Regions from separate parts of the Zea mays genome. Here region 1 is linked to region 2. Evidence: chromatin contacts called from public Hi-C data. All regions are on one chromosome and are shown on one strand. The core of a region is the stretch at or near the end of the contact, and the rest is flanking DNA. Distances in the headings are between cores, read along the strand shown.

What was found. A called contact is a pair of places that touch in the nucleus more often than the background predicts.
Region 1: a Hi-C map of endosperm shows a contact between it and region 2, with 2.6 times the contacts expected there. The contact joins the promoter of LOC100193235 here to the promoter of LOC103639055 in region 2. A contact is called at or near these places in 5 of 25 Hi-C or Micro-C datasets (endosperm, leaf, root tip and 1 more).

The regions. Positions count from the first base shown.
Region 1 is chr9:129,723,867-129,729,777 of Zm-B73-REFERENCE-NAM-5.0, forward strand. It overlaps LOC100193235, which reads left to right and starts at 3,751. Exons shown (of 10, transcript NM_001358687.1): 1 at 3,751-4,200; 2 at 4,609-4,827; 3 at 5,055-5,292. The coding sequence starts at 3,961. LOC103639060 (a long non-coding RNA gene) reads right to left here and starts at 3,456. Exons shown (of 11, transcript XR_002264985.2): 1 at 3,094-3,456; 2 at 2,407-2,446; 3 at 1,666-2,132; 4 at 1,235-1,406.
Region 2 is chr9:129,570,384-129,575,593 of Zm-B73-REFERENCE-NAM-5.0, forward strand. LOC103639055 (zinc finger protein ZAT4) reads right to left here and starts at 2,564. Exons shown (of 1, transcript XM_008661844.2): 1 at 1,022-2,564. The coding sequence starts at 2,326. The coding sequence ends at 1,187.

The sequences.
Region 1 (5,911 bases), core at 2,501-5,000, 150 kb after region 2:
ATTAATTCCCTATTTGGCACATTTTACTGGTCTTGGGAACCTGGTAGTATTGGTATCTTTTCAGGACCAAATGTCATCTAGATATTTGGGGACTGGCCCCAGCAGAATCGAAAAACAAGTATAAACTTGAATTAATGCCTAACATTGTTAATTTTTTCATGAGCACAACAGCTACATGTTTTGGTGCATTATGTGCCCACTTAGATCATGATATGAGTAAATTATTGTTGTTTTCTGACGTCATAACCATATATGCATGTTATATGGTGAATACTTGTTATATTCTGTTGTATTTTGTCAAACAGGTTAAATGTGTTTAATGTGTTGACCATAAATAATCAGGCTAATTTACCTTTTTATTTGGTCCAACACTGAATATTATAATTTTGCATCCTTAACACTTCATCTTCCCCTCTTCTTTTTAATTCAGCAATATTTGTACCTTTTCCTGATCTTGCAGAAAATTCTGAAGAAATTATATTATGCTTAGCCCTTGTTGTTAAACTGGATAGTGTGTTGCATAAACTTTACGAACAACAGAGGTTTCACAGCTCACTAATCAAGTTTATTTAACCACTATCATGTTATGTTAATTGTTCTTTTTATTTACTAGTAGCTGCCGCGCCCTTGGGCGCGCTTCATTATGTATCTAGGCTGTCCAGCAACGTACTCTATATTCATTCTTTATATCTGTTCTTTATAGTCTCCTCTAAATAATTTTATCCTTTATATCTCCTTCCTCTTCAACAACGTTCTCTAAATCACGTCCTCTATACTCAAATATCTATATTAGGAACATTTTTTATTTTTATTTTTTGTACATACATATTTACTCTTAAATGTATTGTACATATTTTAGTTTTGCTAAATCAGTTATTTAAAGTATTCAAATGGATAGAGAACCGTTTAGAGAAACTCTATATATAGAGAATCCAGCAGCGTCCTCTAAATTTAGAGGACCGTTTAGAGGACACTGCTGGAGAGCGTAGATGACTATTTGATCCTCTATATTTAGGATACAAAACTCTTTAGGGTCTCTTATTGGAGTTAGCCTTAAGTTAGTTTATAAGTGTTGTTAAAGCAGATAATACACGAATTGTATAAACATTACAGGAAATGTTTTAGATGATAATAAACGTACTTAATATATTAATATAGAAGAGAGCTATAGTAGTATTTAAATGTTGAAAAGAAAAAAAAAGAATATAGACACAGTAGTTGACACTTAACTTACTTTATATTCCGGAGAGGTCTAGTAAATTCCTATCATCATCATGACCACCAATCATGCCACCGAAATTGGAACCTTCGACCATCGTTCAACAGTCAAATGTCCTCCTTTTCTTTTCTGCAATTTAGCTTTCGCCCTGTTGTCTTCCGTACACTGCTTGGAGTTCCTTACACCGCTTGGAGGTAAAGATAGCCCGCACATGAAGAGTACATCAGAATTAAGAACTAAATTCTAGTTATTGCAAGCAGGTGTAAGCATGTAACCAGCGTTTAAAAGCTACATACTTTTTAGATTTAAAAACACAAGAAATTCATGAAACAGCTGCAGACACAGAAGCTACATCAAACCGACCAGTGGTGGAACGTCTGTCCTCAAAATACCTAGAAACCGACAAATTTGATTAAGAGCACAGCCAATGAGCATCCAAAACTCACCGCATGCAATAGTAGGACCGGTATGACTCCTCGATGACGACGACGGTAGCAGGATCCATCGTCGTGGTAGGAGGATGGGGGAGAGGGAGCGGCGGCTGGGAGCTTCTTGAGAGTTGAGACTGTGGTTGGAGAAGCTCCAGTGGCCCAGAGTCGCCAGATACGATGAGCCACCGGCTAGCATGTTGGCCAGGTCGCTGTGTAGCGTGTGAGGGAGTGCTCCTAATTTTACCAGTTGAATGAGATGAATGCGAACGGACGATAGGCAAGGGCCAGCGAAGACGACGGCAACTCGAGTCTGCCTCTTTTTTCCCCATGCGCTGGACCTCTCTAGAAGCAGCGTGAGTCTATGTAGGCAACATGCTGAGACCTCCGTGATCGTTGATGTTTCATCGCAGGGTCTATATTCTTTTTGCTAACGTGGGCAGGCTCAATGAGCTGCTATGCGTCGCGCTCTATTATAAAATTAGCTGCGATGGGAGAAAGGGATAAAGTAGTTAGTAAAAGATATTTATTATTATAGTTTCTATGGGTGCAGGAATGAATACCATTCATTATTTGTAGAAAGGACAAATTGATCTCAGTATAAATCGTACCATATAAAAAACGAACGGTGTGGATGTCTTTGTAATTGGAATAAGGGATATGCTAAATAGAAGAAATGATACAAGAATGCATAAAGCGGTACAAGGAATTTTAATATGTATTTAGATTTCATAAATGGGCAATAGTAAACCAGCTTACCTTTTACAGACTTTGATACTACAGAGGCTGCAAGAATCACCTGTGATACATAAACAGGAAAAAGATTCAATAGTCGTATTCTTATGGTATGAATACCAAGACAATAAATTATGCTCATCAATTATTTAATCGTAGCTGCCGTCTACTTTTGCTAAAAGAGAGTACGTACTCTGCGGAGGAAAAAGAAACAAAAATAATTCATCATAGTTGTTGTCTACTTTCGCTTAATTACTTAGAGAAAGGGTAGAGGATGGATCGGGTGCAATGTGAAGCCATACCATCTAAAACAACACCTTAGTATCTATTGACAAAATATAGTGATGACAAGAAACAACTAATTCCTTTTGTTCCAGAAAATGGTATTGACACGCATAAGTATAAAACCTATCTGTATAATGTTCGTGTACACTCCAACACCTACCTATGTATGAACATCTCAACTGACTAAACCAGCGTGAATTCATCGGTTCAAAATAAATCAGGGGCGCTCTGAGGTATCTGCAACATCATTGTTTCAAATTTGTGAGGTTATTCATGCCTAATTTTATAGCTTTGTGCATGATTTGGTTACACAAACTGGCCCAACCCGTGAACCACCAGCAAGCCTTCGCATATGCGCTTCCTTTCACGAGAAATCAGACTAAAACTGATGAGGTGAGACGAGATAAGGGGTGAGGCGGGGCTCACCTGATTCCAGACGGAGACGAGGGGTGGCGGGTTCCCGTTCCGGTGACGACATGGTTGACCTTGCGCGGGAGGAAGAGGAAGAGGGAACGATGTGAGTGCTGTCATCGGGCGTGCGACGGTTGCGTCTTCATCTTCCACGAGAGGATGGAGAAAGGGAGTGGAGGGCTTGGTTCTGTCGCTTGCAAGACCACGGCAGGGTCATGGTTGGTAGCGAGTGTCGCCGTCTTCTGCATCACCGCAGGCTTCAGCGGCGGCGTCGCGGCGTCGGCGGTGAGGACGCTCCGGCGCTGGCGCGACTTCCTCGTGGATGGGGTTCGGGTGACGGCGGCGTTGATAGGGTTTCGCGAGGTAGAATGTTGAGTTGCGATGCGGGGGAGCGCGGGTGGGTCGGGTTGGTCGCGAGCGGAGGGCGCAGTGCGTCGACGTTGGATCGAGTGTAAATGGCTAAGATTGCAGAACGGCAGAACGGCAGACTACTCTTACAGCCTTAATAGGTAGTAGAGATTCAGATTGCGCTATTGGGGATACTGATTTTCAAAAGCCCAGTGTTCGGGATATCACGGTTCCAAAAAAAACTCTCACCCACCTCCCTTCCGAAGCTTCCTTTCCCAATAATCTTCCGGACCTTCTCAAATCTCCACGGAGTGCTCGTTGGCCCCCGAAGCTCCCAGAACCTCCTCCTCCGCTTCTCTCCACTCTTCACGCCGCCACCGAGTTTATACACGCTTCGTCCCGTCCTGCCGCGCCCGTCTGTTCCATAGCATACCATTATTGTGATAAACCATCCAATCCAGAGTTCCATTCCATTCTGAATTGCTCCTCCCAGCTTCAGATAAACCATCGAGATTGTGCCGCCAGCGCCCCACCATGGCCGCCGCGCCGCCGCTGTCCGCCGACGTACTCTCCTTCCTAACCTCCGCCCCCGCCGCGCCGACGCCGGTCGTAGCCGCGGCGTGGGGCGCGGCGAGGGCGGGTCCTGTGAGGGGTAAGGCGGCACTAAGGACGACGAGAGGAGGAAGGGGCGGGGTGCTGGCTCCGCTGGTCGGGAGGAGGCCCCGCCGGACGCCGCTCTCGGTGCGCTGCAACGCCACCAGCCGGGACGGCAGGGTATGATATGAACCTGTTCCCCTCGCCTTCATTTTCGGTCCGATTTTGCTCACTTCTTTTTATCTTTTATTTTCATTAAAAGAAGATACTAGCATGTCCGGTTTTCAATTCCTATGTCACAGTCCTATAACAACCGATGCATTTATTTACGCCCCCATTTTTCATTAAATTTTCATAGCACTTTTACTACACTCCCGGTCCTAAAATACTAATGCACATGGGATATAGAAAATACTATTAATATTCGAATCCTCAAATAACTTTATTATGGAAAATAAATTACATGCTTGATACTTACTATTTATCATAAATATTACTACATTTTTTATTATTGAACTCCTTTGAAGAGCCAAGAAATTGCATTTTCCCCCTCTATATCTCACTCGTGGTTACCTATTTTGCTGACAGATTACACAACAAGAGTTCACTGAGATGGCGTGGCAAGCAATTGTCTCATCCCCCGAGGTGGCAAAGGAGAGCAAACACCAGATTGTGGAGACCGAACATCTGATGAAATCCCTGCTGGAGCAACGGAATGGCCTTGCCCGCCGTATCTTTTCTAAGGCAGGAGTTGACAATACAAGGCTTCTCGATGCCACAAAGAAATTCATCCAGAGGCAGCCTAAGGTGCTTCATGCTCAACACACTTAGATTCTGCTGATACCCAGATGCAGTTTGCTTTCACAAGAATAATGCATCTTGCTATGGACTAGGACTGATACGTCAGGAAACTGAAAATGTTTTTTGTTCATCGCAATAAAGTCCACTTCAATGTCTTTCTATATGTTGCTTTTAATTGAGCAAAAAATATATCTCCCGGTCATAGTTTTCTTATGTTCAGCTCAATGATTCAGGTATTAGGTGAAGAACCTGGATCTATGTTGGGGCGTGACTTAGAAGCTCTGATACAAAGAGCAAGGGACTTTAAGAAAGAGTATGGTGATTCATATGTCTCAGTTGAACATCTAGTCCTTGGCTTTGCCGAAGATAAGCGGTTTGGGACACAGCTGTTCAAGGATTTTCAGATTACTGTGAAGACCTTGAAATCAGCCATTGAATCGATCAGAGGGAAGCAAAATGTAATTGATCAAGGTACAAGCTTTCTTTTCTTGCCCCCTAGCTTTGGAAATATTGCAATACTGACATTAACATGCTTGCAACTTTTATCCTTTTCCTGTCTGTGCCCCAATAAAATTGGATGGTGTAACCTATTTTCCCATAAATTGCACAAAGAAAATGACAAGTAATGAAACACTAGTTAGTTGCCCGTAAATTGCTACGGATTCTATATATCATATAGGTAGATCTTATTTAAATGATATATTTATTCAAATATAATTATTTTTTTAATTTCAAATTATTAGTATGTATGTATTTACAGTATATCTCCTCCATATAACACAAACCAATAGTGGTGGAAGCGCTCAGCTCTTTACCCTGTGGGCAGGGTTCGAGCCCCTGGTCACACCCATTTTTTGCAGCTGAGCGCTGGGCATGCACACGGGGCAAATCTCACTGGGCGCGCGGGACGGGCACAGAAGATGCACGAAGAAACTCGTGCTTTGAAGTTGTAGTGATGTGCTGAAGTAGACATCACCTTTAACCATTTCATGCATAATATGTAGTTATGCAAACTTTTGCCTTGAACTCTTGTTTCCCTCTGATACAATAGTAGATATTTTCACATGAAAAACTAAAATTATGCATTTCT
Region 2 (5,210 bases), core at 1,314-3,813:
TAAAAGATTATTTATTCTAATTCTTTTTTGGAGGCTTTTTCCTTGATTCAAAAAATAGGATTGTAGGTGTTACACATTGTCCTTGTCCAGGTATGGGAGGTGGAGGATGAGCGTGAGCACGTGGAGGTTGGTGGGGAACACAATGCACCTCCATGGGACCCCCGTGGCGCGAGCTGCGTCCAGGAAGTCGGCGCCGATGAGGTCAGCCACGAACACCGGGAGGCGCCCCCATGGTACGCCGACGAGGACATCGGTCAGCGCGGGCACCAAACGCGGGCACTCCTTCGACATGGGTGTCTTGATGGTAGCGCCGCAGGGCAGGTCGAAGAGGTCGACGGGCGGGAGGGAGAACGAAGTCGTCGCGGGCGATAGCGATGCCAGGAACGCACGCTGTGTGGCCGACGCCGTGGACGTGAACGTGATCAACGTTGCCGTCGCCCCATGCCGTGACGCCATAAGCTCCGCCAGCTCTATCACTTAGGTAGCGTTTGGTTGCAAAGTATGGTGGAACAGAGCCCCTCCGCTATCAGTTTGTTATTATTTGAATTGACTACATATAAAATAGAGTGGTTCTAAAAATAAAAAATAAGCTTAAATATTAAACCATTTGGCCCCTTAAAATCTTTTGGACGGAACCGCTCCTAAGAAGAGCAGTTGCATCCCAAATAGCTTCGTTACCTTAATACAAGAAATTAGCTCCTAGTAAGGGGAATTCCACCCGCCAAATCGTGGTTTTGGCTCGAATATGAAACATATGAAACACAAATCATTGTAACGTGTTTAAACAACTATATATTTTTGAAGGGTATTATTTAAACAAGGTATGATATATAGAAATATACTACCGCAATGTACGGACACCTCACTAGTGACTAGTCACTCTATAAACTTGAGATTTGAGAAGATGTAATGCTAAGTGAAATTGGAAATTGTTCACTGAATCATCTGAGGGTTGAACACTAAGATCATGATATGCTTATTACTCTATGTAAATACGCTGAACAAAAACTAGTAAAAAGAATTTAGAAAATGTAGGTGAATTATTGATGAACCTAATCATGGTACATCTCACCCAATAAAAGATTATTTGTAAGTTAAATCTTTAAAGAATGAATTGAACCTGAAACTATAATTCTATATATACCACATCTTTTCTTTGAAGATTAACATTCGAACCAACCATACTTCATTCGTCAACTCCTGGTGCTGGCAGATTGAGATCAAGAAATCTATTAGAGATGAGAGGTTGGTCATCGTAGTCATCAATGTCTTCGTCTCCGTCAGCATGTGCGCGTTCATAGAGCTCACCGGCAATGGAGTGTGACCGCTTGTGTCCACCGAGCGCCTGACCCGAGCCAAACACTCTAAAACAGATGGGACACTCGAATTTGATCGCTTTGTGTGACTTCGCCTTCAAGGCCACCACCGCTGTAGTAGCCATGTGAGTGGTGTAGTTGATGTTAAACGAGGAGATGTTGGTCTCGACAATTCGCTCCGGTCGTTGGTCGACCACAGGCTTGGCGATACTGCAGTTACTATTGATCCGCTTGTGGCTGGCGCGGTGGCCGCCGAGAGCTTGGTAGGACTGGAATGCCCTCCTGCAGCCAGGGCACTCGTACCGGCCCCGCTTCTCGTCGATGACGAGGCTGTGATCATGCTTCCTCTTGTTGATCTTGGCATCGTCATTGCAGTCGGTGTGTTGATGGTACCGGTAGTCTCGCTCTCGCCTAGCGTTGTCCTCCTCCGCCGTGGCCCTGGAACACCGCCGGCGTTCTATGATGTCACGCGACAGCATCATGAGGGAAAGCGCGACGTCCTCTGGCTCCGTGTCGACGGCGGCCGGCACGCGCATGGAGCGTCGTTTTCGCCTTGGCTGCGGCATCAGGCCGTAAGCCGGCTTCGTAGGAGTTAGCGCGATGTACTCCTCCTGCTCCTGCTCCCGCTCCAGTTCCAGATCCATGACGAGACCGCTTCTCGCACGGTGGCGATGGCGATCGTGGTCCACCTCTGACACGCATGACGATAACAGCTCACCGTGGCCACTGCTGTTGCAGTCGTCGAGGCTCGAGAGGCGCCGCGTCTTCTTCGGGTTCTCCCTCAACCCGTAACCCCCGGCACCCGGGGCCGTCATGCAATCAAAGGCACGTCGTTGCTGCTGCTCCTCTCCGCCGTCGTCGTCGTCGTCGTCGTCTAGTGCCGTCTCCACCTCGGCGAGAGAATGCGAGCGCATGTGGCCGCCAAGCGAGCGGCCGCAGGGGAAGCCCTTCCGGCACACCTTGCAGCTGTGACGAGTGGCGCTGGTACTAACGGCCACAGCATCCCCCATGGTATGCGTGGTTGACGATGAATCGATCACAGGTTAATTGATCGCACCGGCGGCGGATGGATCAAGATCGATCGGCCAAGAAAGCTGGGGATGGAAGTGGGTGGAAGGAGAGAAGCAGGGTCAAGTGAAGAAGAAGAGATTGGAGGTGGCCAGGATCCATGCAATGCAGTCCAACCCCGCGCGCGCGCGAACGATCGATCGATGAGCTTGCGAGAGGAAGCTTATGTGCGTGTATGTGATGGACGAGCAGGAGCAGCTAAAGTAGCAGTAGATGGGAGGAGGAGAGGAAGCAGCTGTGAGGGAGGGAGGAGGGAGGAGGTCATGCTGCATATGCGCGGTTCGTTGGGAAGGATCTCAGCTCGGCATGCAATGCAACCAAAATTAGCAAACGGGCAGGAGAGAGAAAACGAATCACCCTGTGGAGCTGGGCAGCTGGGAATGCAACGCCAACGCAAGCTACGGGTGGAACGGACGGAGCGCCGTGTCCGGCCGGGCCGCGAACTGGGCTTCTATGCCAACCGTAGGGCCGATTTCCAACTGAGCCCACTCTTCATGGCCGCCGCCATGTCCATGAAATTAGGAGTCTCCTTGGCAGCTCCCCTCCTCCTAAGCTCTTTCTCCGGAAAAGAAGAGCTAGAGCACTTCAGAACTAGTCATCTTTTTGCAGCTCCATGCTTAGGATTATTACAATGGATATCTAAAACCCGATACTCGACGTGTAAAAATTATATTAGGTATGTGAGTATGTTCTCTCTTGTCCAATATCCGCTACCGAAAACCCGCTAACATATAACAAGTGGGTCTAGATTAATGAGCTTGTTCTCTCTTATGCATGGGCTTGTATGATGTTACCATGTAATGTTCAATGTCGTTGACTTTGTGATAAAATTATATTGGGTTCGATAAATTTGGCATTGCTAGCGCAAAGATAATATGTTATTTTAGCATCTTTCAGTATTGATGAGGTGCGTGGCTGCAACATTTTGTATTTAGTACTTACTTTTGCGATTCAAATGATCATGTCTACTGTAATGTTAGTTGGGTATGGGTACTCGATAGGTAGTCGTTACCTGTGGTGTGTGTATGGCGTAATTTTGTATCTATAATGAGTAGTGTGTATGAATATGTGATATTTTTTCTCTAGTGGGTATGGGTATGACTTTATGTACCCATTTGGTACCTTACCCACTGCCATGTCTTCTCTTCGGAAAAAGGTATTTGGTTTGTTTCCTCTATAAAAAAATTGCGGGTAAAAAACTGTCATTGTCGATTAGGAACTGACTAGAGTATTAGATTCTCAATTGATACTGGGTAAACTAGACTAAGACCCTGTTTAGAAACCCTAGAGCTAATAATTAGCTAACTCACAAATTATTAACTAGGTCGAACAAGTTAATGAATTAATTTTTAGCTTAGTTGATGGTGTTTGGAACCTCGACATTAATTTTAGGAGGTAACTATTAGATCTAGATGTTTCAAACATAACCTAAGGGCTGATTTGGTGACCCGGGATCACGAGAGGATTGGAGGGGATTGAGGGGGAAATTAGTTCATTTCCCCCTCAATCCCCTCCAATCCCCCCGTGATCCCTTTGTCATCAAATCAACCCTAAAAGTGTTAATCTTTCGTCCGGACTCCTGGTTGCATGAACCAGTACTAAAGGAAAGGCTTTAATAACAATTGCATGTGTTGTCCTTAGGGTGCCTTTGGACCGGGGGTTCAGTTTTTCTGCAACTGTTTTGAAAAGGTAGCTTTTTTTAGTATAAATCTGAAAGCAACTTGGACCTTGCTTTTGCTGCTTATTCAAGTTTGTTATATTAATAAACAGATGCAACAAATTGGAACTAAAAACAATTAAGTGATATAATAAATAAAACAAAATTATTTTAAATAAAAATCATTAAAATGAAATTGTAAATTTTATTTATTTGTAAAAATACTATGAACATAAATATAAAATATGTTTTAAATTAGATATATTGATCAAGAGATATAGTTAAATAAATTGCATATAAACACTATACAATTTGTTTATAGTGAACAACTCATAACAGTTTGAACCAAACAAATTTCAACTTTTTTCTCATAGCAGTTTTTTCACAGCAGAGAGCTCACAAGTAAACCAAACATACCCTTAGAATCAAACACTCAATGATGGTGCTTACGAATGAGAAAAGGCTTGAGAAAAGTCAAATTTCTAGGGAAAAAGGTTTGGGCGTGAACCAAAAGTTCTTAGGGACAATCAGAGAATATTTAGTATCGAACCGATATAAACACTTGGAAAAAATCTAGGTATGACCTTTAATACCGATTCTTTTTAAAAACTAACACTAAATTAATTTAAGTGGGAACCCTAAACTTATAGACGAAAACGAAAATAGCCTTTTATACCGGTTCTAGCAAGGCGTCTCCATTTTTTGTTCTAGCTTGAGGATCTTAAGTATCGGTTGGTATCTCCAACCAGAGTTGAACTTTAGCACATATTCTTTGCTAAAACCGGTACTAAATATATCTCTGCTTTATGATATAGTCTACAACAGGCTTTATAATGTTGCCATATCGTATACCGCCAATAAAAAACCTAGTTATATAGTAACTCTCCAATGATATAAGTTGTATATTTAATATTGTGTCCACCTCTTCCTCTCAAAAAAATTGTCCTGGAGTCCGTGAACAATCTATTTTCAGTTGGTTATTAGTGAGCAACCCGATTTCCTCTCTCTACTTCTCTTTCTTCCATGTTACCACAAATCTGATGTGACATCTATTGCAGCTTGCTTACATCATCTTATTATGCTTGCTCCAAGGCGAGAAGAACCTAATCTATTTTGACTATCACTGTCGTCATGGCTGTCTCGGCTCCTCGTTGATGTTTCTTCTCTAC